2 separate regions of the Mus musculus genome follow, and region 1 is linked to region 2. A link is a contact called in public Hi-C data. All regions are on one chromosome and are shown on one strand. Each heading gives the region's core, a stretch centred on a gene start, on an enhancer-like site or on the middle of the called end of the contact. The rest is flanking DNA. Distances are from core to core; before and after follow the strand shown. Region 1 overlaps Rfx7 (regulatory factor X, 7). Region 2 holds the start of Mns1 (meiosis-specific nuclear structural protein 1).

Evidence for each region. A called contact is a pair of places that touch in the nucleus more often than the background predicts.
Region 1: a Hi-C map of centroblasts shows a contact between it and region 2, with 2.5 times the contacts expected there. The contact joins the enhancer-like site here to the promoter of Mns1 in region 2. A contact is called at or near these places in 6 of 39 promoter capture datasets (the C10 cell line, the HPC-7 cell line, HPC-7-derived erythroid cells and 4 more), 5 of 15 datasets of contacts at CTCF or cohesin (CD8 T cells, the NIH/3T3 cell line, large pre-B cells and 2 more), 93 of 484 Hi-C or Micro-C datasets (the AML12 cell line, the AtT-20 cell line, B cells and 60 more), 10 of 115 datasets of contacts at active chromatin or transcription factors (the 230-238 cell line, the HPC-7 cell line, bone marrow-derived dendritic cells and 5 more) and 4 of 9 other capture datasets (adipose tissue, embryonic stem cells, liver and 1 more).

What each region holds. Positions count from the first base shown.
Region 1 is chr9:72,590,522-72,595,587 of GRCm38.p6, reverse strand. It overlaps Rfx7 (regulatory factor X, 7), which reads right to left. Exons shown (of 9, transcript NM_001033536.1): 3 at 3,755-3,837; 4 at 2,228-2,350. Among named protein-coding and RNA genes, the nearest start is that of Gm23057, 40 kb to the left of the region's middle. Within about 2 kb of position 3,382, at least 5 of the 459 cell types and tissues checked have an H3K27ac peak or open chromatin away from gene starts, as enhancers often do. A contact at or near this core is called in the HPC-7 cell line, centroblasts, centrocytes and 1 more, where this site is marked.
Region 2 is chr9:72,434,907-72,440,161 of GRCm38.p6, reverse strand. It overlaps Mns1 (meiosis-specific nuclear structural protein 1), which reads right to left and starts at 1,633. Exons shown (of 10, transcript NM_008613.3): 1 at 1,483-1,633; 2 at 701-922. The coding sequence starts at 1,485.

The DNA of each region.
Region 1 (5,066 bases), core at 2,133-4,632, 150 kb before region 2:
AATGTCAATTTCCTGGATCTTGAACTCAGACTTTCTTCAACATATTGTACAAATGTTCTTTTATTGAATTCAGACGAGCTTTTTACATGTTTCAGAAAGATCTCCTTTTGGCCTTTTGGCTAAGATCAAGTATATAAGTTTAAGAAGGTCTTTTGTATTTAATTACCCTGTTTGTACTAACCCTATGCTAATCATAAATATACACCTTTTTCCTCCATCCCTCCTGCTTCCCATGTAGCCCAAATATAAAGCTAACTTTACCCTTGGACTCTTCCTGGATCAGTGTGGCATCACAGACACAGACTACCATTCCACCCACCCACCACATATACAGAGTCTTGGGGAGGACAGAACTGGTGTCAGTCTCATCAGATACTCAGGGTCCAGCACACAGTGGATACTCATCAAAGAGTTTCCGATTGTAACAATGAACAACTTTCAGTTTCAACTTTTCTCAAAATATTAAAGTTCTTCATTTAGCTCATCTTAAGTATGTATTCCTTTTTATAGCCCCACTATGCTTTCTTTAACGAGCAGTTAAAACTTATGAGTAAGCTAGAGAGTTTTCTTGCCAGATATCAACAATGTTCTTGTTAAAGTTTTCTAACAAATTATATAATTACAACATACTATTTTTTTTTTAAATTAAAAAAAAAAAAGATTTATTTATTTATTATATGTAAGTACACTGTAGCTGCCTTCAGACGCACCAGAAGAGGGCGCCAGATCTCCTTAGGATGGTTGTGACCCACCATGTGGTTGCTGGGAATTGAACTCAGGACCTTCTGAAGAGCAGTCAGTGCTCTTAACCGCTGAGCCATCTCTCCAGCCCCTTAAAATTTTTTATTAGATATTTTCTTCATTTACATTTCAAATGCTATCCCAAAAGTCCCCTATACCCTCCCCCCGCCCTGCTCCCCTACCCACCCACTCTCATACTAATTTTTTCTTAGTTTGATGTTTTAATAACCATACAATTTTGGCTTTATTTATTCTACCAGAATGAATTCTTCCTCCCTCCCTCCCTCCCTCCCTCCCTTCCTTTATTATATGTAAGTACACTGTAGCTGTCTTCAGACACACCAGAAGAGGGAGTCAGATCTCATTAGGGATGGTTGTGAGCCACCATGTGGTTGCTGGGATTTGAACTCAGGACCTTCGGAAGAGCAGTCGGGTGCTCTTACCTGCTGAGCCATCTCTCCAGCCCCGAATTCTTCCTTTCAAATAAACTATAAACACACTAAGCAATACTGAATATCACAATAACTGATCATGCTCTGTCTTTAAAGCCCTATAACATATATACTTTTTATTTCCCATTTAAACAAACTATTTGCATAATCAAAGTTATTTGTGTGGAGTTCTTGTATGTCACTAATCTCTTTTATCCTTGAATAAACACTTTACAATATTCTCTGGTTGGGATAGAATTAAATGGTTTTATATTTATGAAAAGTGGCTTAAAAATTCAAGTACACCAATGGAGGAGTTAGAGGACTGAAGAGCTGAAGAGGTTTGCAATCCCATAGGAAGAAAAACAACATTAACCAACCAGACCCTCCAGAGCTCCCAGGGACTAAACCACCAACCAAAGAGTACACATGGAGGGACCCATGGCTCCAGCCACATATGTAGCAAAGGATGGCCTTGTCGGGCATCAATGGGAGGAGAGGTCCTTGGTCCTGTGAAGGCTTGACGCCCCAGTGTAGGGAAATGCCAGGGTGGGGAGGCAGGAGTGGGTAGGTGGGGGAACATCCTCATAGAAGCAGGGAGAGGGGAAATGGGATAAGGAGTTTTAGGATGGGGGGGAACTGGGAAAGGTGATAACATTTGAAGTATAAATAAAGAAAATATCCAATTAAAAAAAAAAGAGAAAAATATTAAAGTACAAAAACCCATGTTTTAGTCTTTTCTTATGCACTGATTATTTTTTATTGCCACCCACTGTCCCTCTAGTCCCTCCCATGTTTCTTGTCATTTTAAAATTCTGTAAGAAACTTTAAATTCAGTATCCCTATACATCCTTTGTCCTCAGAAGCCTGGACAAAGCCCTCATTTAATACTCTGTTCTATATTACATTCTAGCACAGAAGCTTAGAGCTGGTAGTAATCTTGGAAGTTTCTAAACACATCACCCAAGTAACAGCCAGATCATAAGCAGAGACAAAATAAATCACTGTTCTAACACAGTACTTATCTGCTTTAGTCTATCACATGGTACACTTACTTGTATTCATCATAGACTTCCTGTTTGGGGAGTGACGTCTCAGGATGCTCCTCTAAGGTATTTCGAATCCAGGAAAAGGCATGCATTTGCTGTGCCCGACTAGATGACATGGCATTCTGATCACTAGTGATAAAAACAGACAAATTTTAGCTGAACCAGACAGCAATTCTATTAATACCTTTTTAAGCAAGGCCTAAGTGTTATGTTAAAAACATATTAGCGGATCAAACTGAACTTAGGACATACAGTAGATACGCAGTAATCTATATAGAAATTGTGTATTTGTGACTGTGAGCCAGTTTTTACTATCTGTTTCAGACTGAAAATACTGGCCTGTTTGGCTAAACTGCTGGCTTGGATTCTAAAGCATGTTAGGTAGTGAAGATATTACAAAATAAGGTTTTTGTTTAGATCAAAATGACTTTTGTATGAATATTTCCTAACTTACTTGCCTATTTATATATTTTTTTAATTTCTAAATTGTTAAATGTTTAGAACAAACATTGTGGTAAATTCTTTATATTCGATTTACTCTGCACACTCAAAGAATATCCCTGTAGAAGTACCTACCCTGAAATCATACTAAAACCCTCCATCCCTAGAATGGACAGGAGAGATCTTAAGAAAATCATCCTCCCACCGTAACCCTTCTCACATCTAGGATCTTTGCATAGACTACCATGTCCATTAATCAGCATTAATTTTATTATCTGGCAGTACTTTTATAAGCCGATCTCATGAAATGGGCATTATAGACCGTATACAGTAAGCTAGTCTACTGACTATGACCCTAATCTCAACCTCCGAGTAGAAGTACCTGATTCCAAAATACTGAGCACATGTTTAGAACAGGATATAATTAAAATATGGTTGATACGAGGTAAGAACAGGTAAAAGCAACATAATATGTGTTTCATTATTTCTCATGTACAATTTGAAATGAATATAATATTGAAGATAACATATGAGTGAAATGAATCCTCAGAAATATGCAAAGGTAATGAAAATCTAAAGAATAGAAACTGAAGAACTGTTTTCTCCACATTCTCTCCACTTAAGCACTTTTAATGAAGCTAAATCAATACCCAAAGTACTGAAAGTGAGGCACACCTACAGTAATGTGGCCAACACTGCACTTCCTCTTTTCTCTGACCTCCTGTGATGTGCTTATTCATCACTGCATAAAAACAGCCCCACACTTGGTTCTTCAGAACACTTACCTGGCTATCCTTTGGTTTTCTTTTCTTTTCTTTTTTTTTCCACATTTTTATATGGCATAAATACTCCCACTGTTCTGTGTAACCAAATCCAACTTACATTTCATTGTATTTAGCCAGTTACACAAATGAATTATTCAAAATTGATGGTGAATATTAACTAAGTATTATGAAAGACACATGATCTGTTGTTTTTCCAATCTGTGTTCAGACAAGCTTAGGAATACTAAAATAACAATCAATCCTAATGTACACAGCTTGGTACAGTCCTACAAACAAGGCAGCATTACAAAGACAAGGATAGGTCTACCTTTTCTCTGCACTGCTAAGACCAGAAGGCAGTTGAAGGTAGAGGTAGAGTTTCTCTAGGTCTGTAAACTTCTCAACTTCTTGCTGGTTACAAAGGGTTAAAAAGAAAGATCATTAAAAATATTTCCTCCCAACTAAATTTATTATTTCCCCTAAATACTACTAATCTTTTTCTAATTTTCAAATACCTAGAATGTGACTAATGCTAATGCAGGCTAAAAGATCTGAAATAAAACCAACAAACCCCTTTGAACTATGCAGGTGAAATTATAGTTTGAATTTCAAAAGGGCTTCTATTTAGATAAACCTAGTTATAAAATTCTCTACTATTATTGCTGAATAAACGTCATTCCTGCCTTCTTTTATATGGGTTTCATCCATTTCATAACCTCTTTTTACAATAAAGACATTCATGGGGCTGGCGAGATGGCTCAGTGGTTAAGAGCGCCGACTGCTCTTCTGAAGGTCCCAAGTTCAAATCCTAGTCAAACACATGGTGGCTCACAACCATCCGTAATGCAATCTGATGTCCTCTTCTGGAGGGTCTGAAGACAGCTACAGTGTACTTACATATAATAAATAAATAAATCTTAAAAAAAAAAAGACATTTATGGTAACTTATTTCAAGCAAAACTTCTTAGTAATGTCAAGTGAACTGGTTACTGGTTATTTATAACAGAATTGTTTTAGGTAGTAGTGATGGTGTAGGACATCTTTTTAAGACAGAGTCACTCTATTATTGCAGCTGTGGCTGTCCTGAAACTCTCTATGTAAATGAGGCTGGTCTCCAATTCAGAGAGATTCACCTACCCCAGCTTCCTGAGAGCTGGGATTACAGGCATGCACTACCATGTCTGGCCCAGAATTTCTTCTTCTTCTTTTTTTTTTTCTTCTTTTTCTGAGACAGGGTTTCTCTGTGTAGCCCTGGCTATCCTGGAACTCACTCTGTAGACCAGGCTGGCCTCGAACTCAGAAATCCGCCTGCCTCTGCCTCCTGAGTGCTGGGATTAAAGGTGTGCGCCACTACTGCCTGGCCAGAATTAATTCTTTATAAAGCACAGTTTATATGTAGATTTAATTTTAATAGCAGAATTAATCTCACAATTTTGAACTGTCTATTCATTTTGTTATATACAATTGTATACATGTATGTAGAGGTCAGAAGAGGATGCTGGTTCTCCTTCATCGCCTTCTGCTTCATTTTCTTGAGAAATGGTCTCTCACTTAACCTGGAGTTGGCAGTTAAATGGCTATGTGGATGATCAGCAAGCCTCAGAGATAATCCCACCTCTTCATAGCTTCCTCAGCAACAC
Region 2 (5,255 bases), core at 384-2,883:
AGAAGGAAGCCGACACACTTTTAAGCCTTTCTTTTGCTATTTCCAGATCCACCCTCAAAATCCTGGACATAACCGCACGCTAGTGCTCAAAACACAACAAAACAGGGGACGTTCTTTTCACACTTAGGAGAAAATTCACTTGTCTCACTTCCTGTCTGTTTCCTCTTCTACTGCAATCTCCTAAAAAATATTTAGAAATACTCATGATAGATTTAGCCAGCAGAGCAGGATGTAAACACACGCATTCAATAACTGAATTCTTCAAAAATTAAAAATATGAGTAAGTGTACATCTCACACATATGTCCATCTCCTACCACTTTAATAGTGTCTATGTTTAACGTCATGAATTTTTAGAAAGGAAGGAATTTCTTAAATTTCTTATTAGAAATGTAGAGAAGGCAACACGGTTGCACTCACATAAACAAAACTGTGATGTTAACAATTACGGATTTCATGCTTATGTTTAAAAACAAAAATGGATATTCTTGCCAAATGCTATTCTAAAGTCTTTCGATTTGCTCGTTGTTAAAAGCATGCAAACTGACCAACTGACACCACGTTCTTCAGCTAAAATAACCAGGACTCCAAAGGATTCAGTCAGTTCCCAGCTCTCTGTATTTCCTCAACTCCAGGCAGGGCTGACAGCCATCTTTCACCTTTTCCAAGGAAAGAAAACTAACAAGGACATTGCAACTTACTTTTTGGATGGCTTCTTCCATGTCGAGCTCAAACTGCTCATTCTGCAGCACTCTGAGGAACCTCTGGCGTTCCACCTTCTCGTCGTTTTCATTTTGCACCACTTGGTTCTTGGCTTGCCTCTCTAACTTATTCATGACTTGTATGTTCAATGATTTGCGGAATTTTTCATCTACTAACTTCTGATGCTTTTCACTAAAGCTCAAAGCTCTCTTTTTGGTCGCCTACAAGTGCGAGGGGGAAAGGGAAATACACAGAATTCAATATTCTTCTTTCAAAAAGATACTGCTGAAAATCCCTATAATAAACACTATAAAATAGGTAACAGTATAAAAGGTCTTTGGCTTTAATTCAGGATATACTAATTAATATTTAAATATGATAATGTAAACTTAACGGCGTACTGATTGAGTACTACTAATAGTCCCTGTTTTGTAGTGGAAGCAGGAAAAGTTAAATTAAAATTCAACAGCGTCAGTGAGTGCGATGCGGATGCTCTCCAGCTGCAGCTTTACCACCAGAGAGTTGCCTTTCCCCCCACCCACAACAGAGCAGATTTAAAGATGTATCTATTTCGATGAGAGGGGGAAAGGTGCAGAAATGCCTGGAGTGTTCCTGGAAAAAAAAAAAAAAAAAAACCCAGAACCTTCTAGTAAGCAAATCGAAGTTTCTCACTGACCTCTCGGATTACGCACTTCAAATTGTATTTCAGAGAGCTCAAGACTACAAATAAACAGTTTGAAAGTCCCTGACCGACCCTTCCCCCGGCCTCCGAGCTGCTTACCATCTCGGTTGGCTTTAAACCTCCTCCTCCGGCAGGATGGGTCTCTGCCTCAGTTGCAAACGCGTCTTCCGGAGCAGCAGCCACGGCAGCGGATACCTGTGCACGCTGGGTTAAGTTTAAGCTGTGTCCCGGCAACCGCCAAAAATGCACCGCCCGCCCAAGAGGGACGCGGCCTCCCATTGGCTGGCACAATATCCAATCAGCACGGAGAGTCTTCGTTGCCAGGCAGGAGCGCTCCTTCCATAGGACCAAGCCAAAAGCGCGAAGTTCGGACGCTTTGCCCTAGCGGGAGCCGTTTACATCCGAAGGGAGCTAATCTCTGCGGTCTGGAGCCCAGCTAAAGCCCCAAGGAACCCCAATAAGCTCGGACTTGTCACTGCAGTGGACTGAGGGATGGTGCCCCTCTACCATCCTCAGTCGGTAGCAAGTTGCCTAACGTGGGTGCTGGGCCCTCCAAAAGAGCAGCAGGGCCCCCTACCGAGCCATTGCTCCATCCCTGATACACTCATTTTAGAGATGAAATATTTTGAGAACTTAGAGACACGGACGAGACCTATTTACTTACCTGGAACAGAAGCCACTGGATCGCTAGCGGAGTGTGAGACTGGAGAGCACGTGAAAACGGAACGGAACAGGTGTGGATGCATACTTGCAATCCCAGTGCTCTCTAAGGCCAGGACCACGTGCCGAGGGATGGCACCACCCACTGTGGTCTAGACCCCCCCCCCCATATTCATTAGTAACAATAATGATAATAGTCACCGCACGCCTTTAATCCCAGCACTTGGCAGGCAGATTTCTGAGATCGAGGCCAGCCTGGTCTACAGAGCCAGGACAGCCAGGTCTATACAGAGAAACTCTGTCTCAAAAAAAACAAAAAACCAAAAATAAATCATATATGAAACTGACTGTGGGGCAAAGCATATAATGCAAAGCATTCTTGGACTTAGGATGCAGCTAACAATCCCTTGGAACTCTACTAAGAATGTGGTTTGTGTAACTTTAAATTTTAGCTAATACATTAAAACCAAAAATTGTGTCTTGTGGAATATCATGGAACATCCTGGTGCATTGTATAATATTTAAATCAGTAAACATCAAAATATTTCTTTAGGGTTAAACAATCTTTTCCTCTGTGTGGTTTTTTTTTGTAATGTACAGCATATTACCATCCTACACCCCCACCTGGCTGTGCACCCCTGTACTTCTGACTATATTTTGCTAACTGCAGTCTAGCCCTTCGCCATTTCCCCCTGCCCTAGCCCCTGTCATCACCAATCTGCTTACAGTTTCTGTGAAATCAACATTGTTAAAGACTCTACGTGTTTTCACAATCATACTTTATCTTTTTTTCTTAAGAACTTTTTGAGATTTAACTTTACGTAAATAAAGTGTCTATGCGCCATTATGTGCCTGATGCCCACAAAGACCAGAAGATGTTATCAGCTCCCCTAGAACTGGAGTTAGAAATTCCTGGAGGTAGGTTACTGGAGCTGTCATGTGGGTGCTGGTTCCCAAACTCCGGGTAATCTGCAGGAATAGGCGGCGCTCCAAACCGTTGAGCCATCTCCCCAGCCCCACTCTGGCAGAGCAATATCTGTAGCACCATTATTATTTCAGCTGATCTCTCCAGTTCCATCCACACTGTCAGAAATGGTAAGACTTTGTTTTTCCCTGTGGTTGAATCTTATTCTTCTGTCCATTTATTCACTGATGGACACAGGATATAACCAGGACTTGACTACTGTAAATGGAGCTGCAACTAACGTGTGCATTCAGAGGCCTTCCGCATGCGGATTCCATATCCTGTGGATATATAGATTACGGTGGGGGGGGAGGAGGCAGTAGTTCTATTTTAACTCTGGGGGACCTTAGTCTAGTATTCTATAATGGCCACACTTATTCACATTCCACCAACAGCATACATGTGTTCCCTTTTCTCAGTACTCCCAACAATGTTTTTTATTTTTAATATTTTTGAAAACTATTCTTGCTGGGGTGAAGTGATATCTACTCATTGCAGGTTTGGCTTTTGTGTCCTGGATCATTATTCATTAGTGATGTTGAAAGGGATACATTTTAACGGTGGCCTCTTTTATTGTTTGTTTTTCATTTTATTCATATTATCTTTTATTATTTATTGTTGTTAGAAGTGACTGCTTAGGCCCATTGCCATTTTTTGTTTTGTTTTGTTTTTCGAGACAGGGTTTCTCTGTATAGCTCTGGCTGTCCTGGAACTCACTTTGTAGACTAGGCTGGCCTCTAACTCAGAAATCCGCCTCCCTCTGCCTCCTGAGTGCTGGGATTAAAGGTGTGTGCCACCATGCCCAGCTCCATTGCCTATTTTTAAATCAGGTTTTGTATATATGCTATTGATTTTTGAAGTTCTGTATAATCCAAGTTTGGTCTCTGTTGCTGTGATAAAAACACTCTGACTAAAAGCAAGTTGAGGAAGTAAAGGAGTGTTTGGCTTACTGGTTATAGTCAGTCCTGTTGGAAAGCCAAGGCTGGAACTCACAGGGCAGAACTTGAGGCGGGGACTGAAGCAGTGACCAAGGAGGACCGCTACTGGCTGCCTTACTGACTTTTTCTCTATACCCCAGGCCCACCTACTAGGGATGGTCTACAGACAGGCCAATGTGATAGACACAACTCCTCAGTAGAGACTCCCTTATCCGAAGTGGCTCTAGTTTGTCCAAGGTGAAAAAAAAAAAAGACAAAAACAAACAAACAAAAAACCCAAAACAGACACACATCTAGTTCTCAACGTCTTGTCAGATGCGTAATTTGAACATTGTTCCCCCCAAAGGGCACTGTTTTACAGGCTATATCTATATTCTGATTCCGTTAATAAAGTGGTTCTTAGCCAATGGCTTGACCTCTAAGACCACTGGAAAACACAGATACTTACAATTCATCAGTAGCAAAATTACAGTTATGAAACAGCAACCAAAACTATTTTATGGTCGGGGGTCACCACAGCATGAGGAAGTGTATTCAAGGGCCCCAGCATCAGGAAGGTTGAGAATCGCCGCATTAGTTCTTCCTCTGCTGGCTGTTTGTCTGCTTTTGCTTTGGTTTCCTGTGTAAACGGGCGATCGTGTAGTATTTGCCCCTCCCCAACCAAAAGCCTTGCTCCTTCCCACATTTTAAAACATTTCTTAATTTTGTGTCTAGTACCATCTCGATTTCAGGCACATCTGGATCTCTAGCCCAGTTTCAGTTGATATTCAAGCTGGTGGGTGACTGCAGTCTAACCATGATCTTCTGCACATGGACTTCGGGTTTCCCGCAGCCCCTCCTGAAAAGACCGTCCTTCCCCCAGCGGGTGTTCAGGGTTCCCGGGTTGGACAGCAGGGGTCTGCAGATGGCGAATATACTTCTGGCTTTCTGTTCTGTCGCATTGGTCTGTAGGGCTGTGTCGAATGACAAGTCCACATTGTTCGATGAAACTGCTTTTTAGTACATTCTGAAAGCCAGGAATACAATGCTTTCTTCATTTTGTTCCTCATGGCTGTGGCTTGTGTGATGTCTCAGAAAGCAGCTTCTAACTGAAGCGTGTTCGCTGGTCCATCAGCGGCAAACACTCTATTCAACCTTGATGAATTCCAGACAGTTAAAGCCGCTCCTGGCATTGATCAGGCCTAAGTATTTGCTCAGTGAACAGATGGTGGAGGTCGTATTACCGCTTTGCATGTGGAGACAGCGCTACTTAGAAATCATCTTGCAGAGGTGTTGCTCTTCACTAGCCCAGTAGGAATGCTAAAATTATA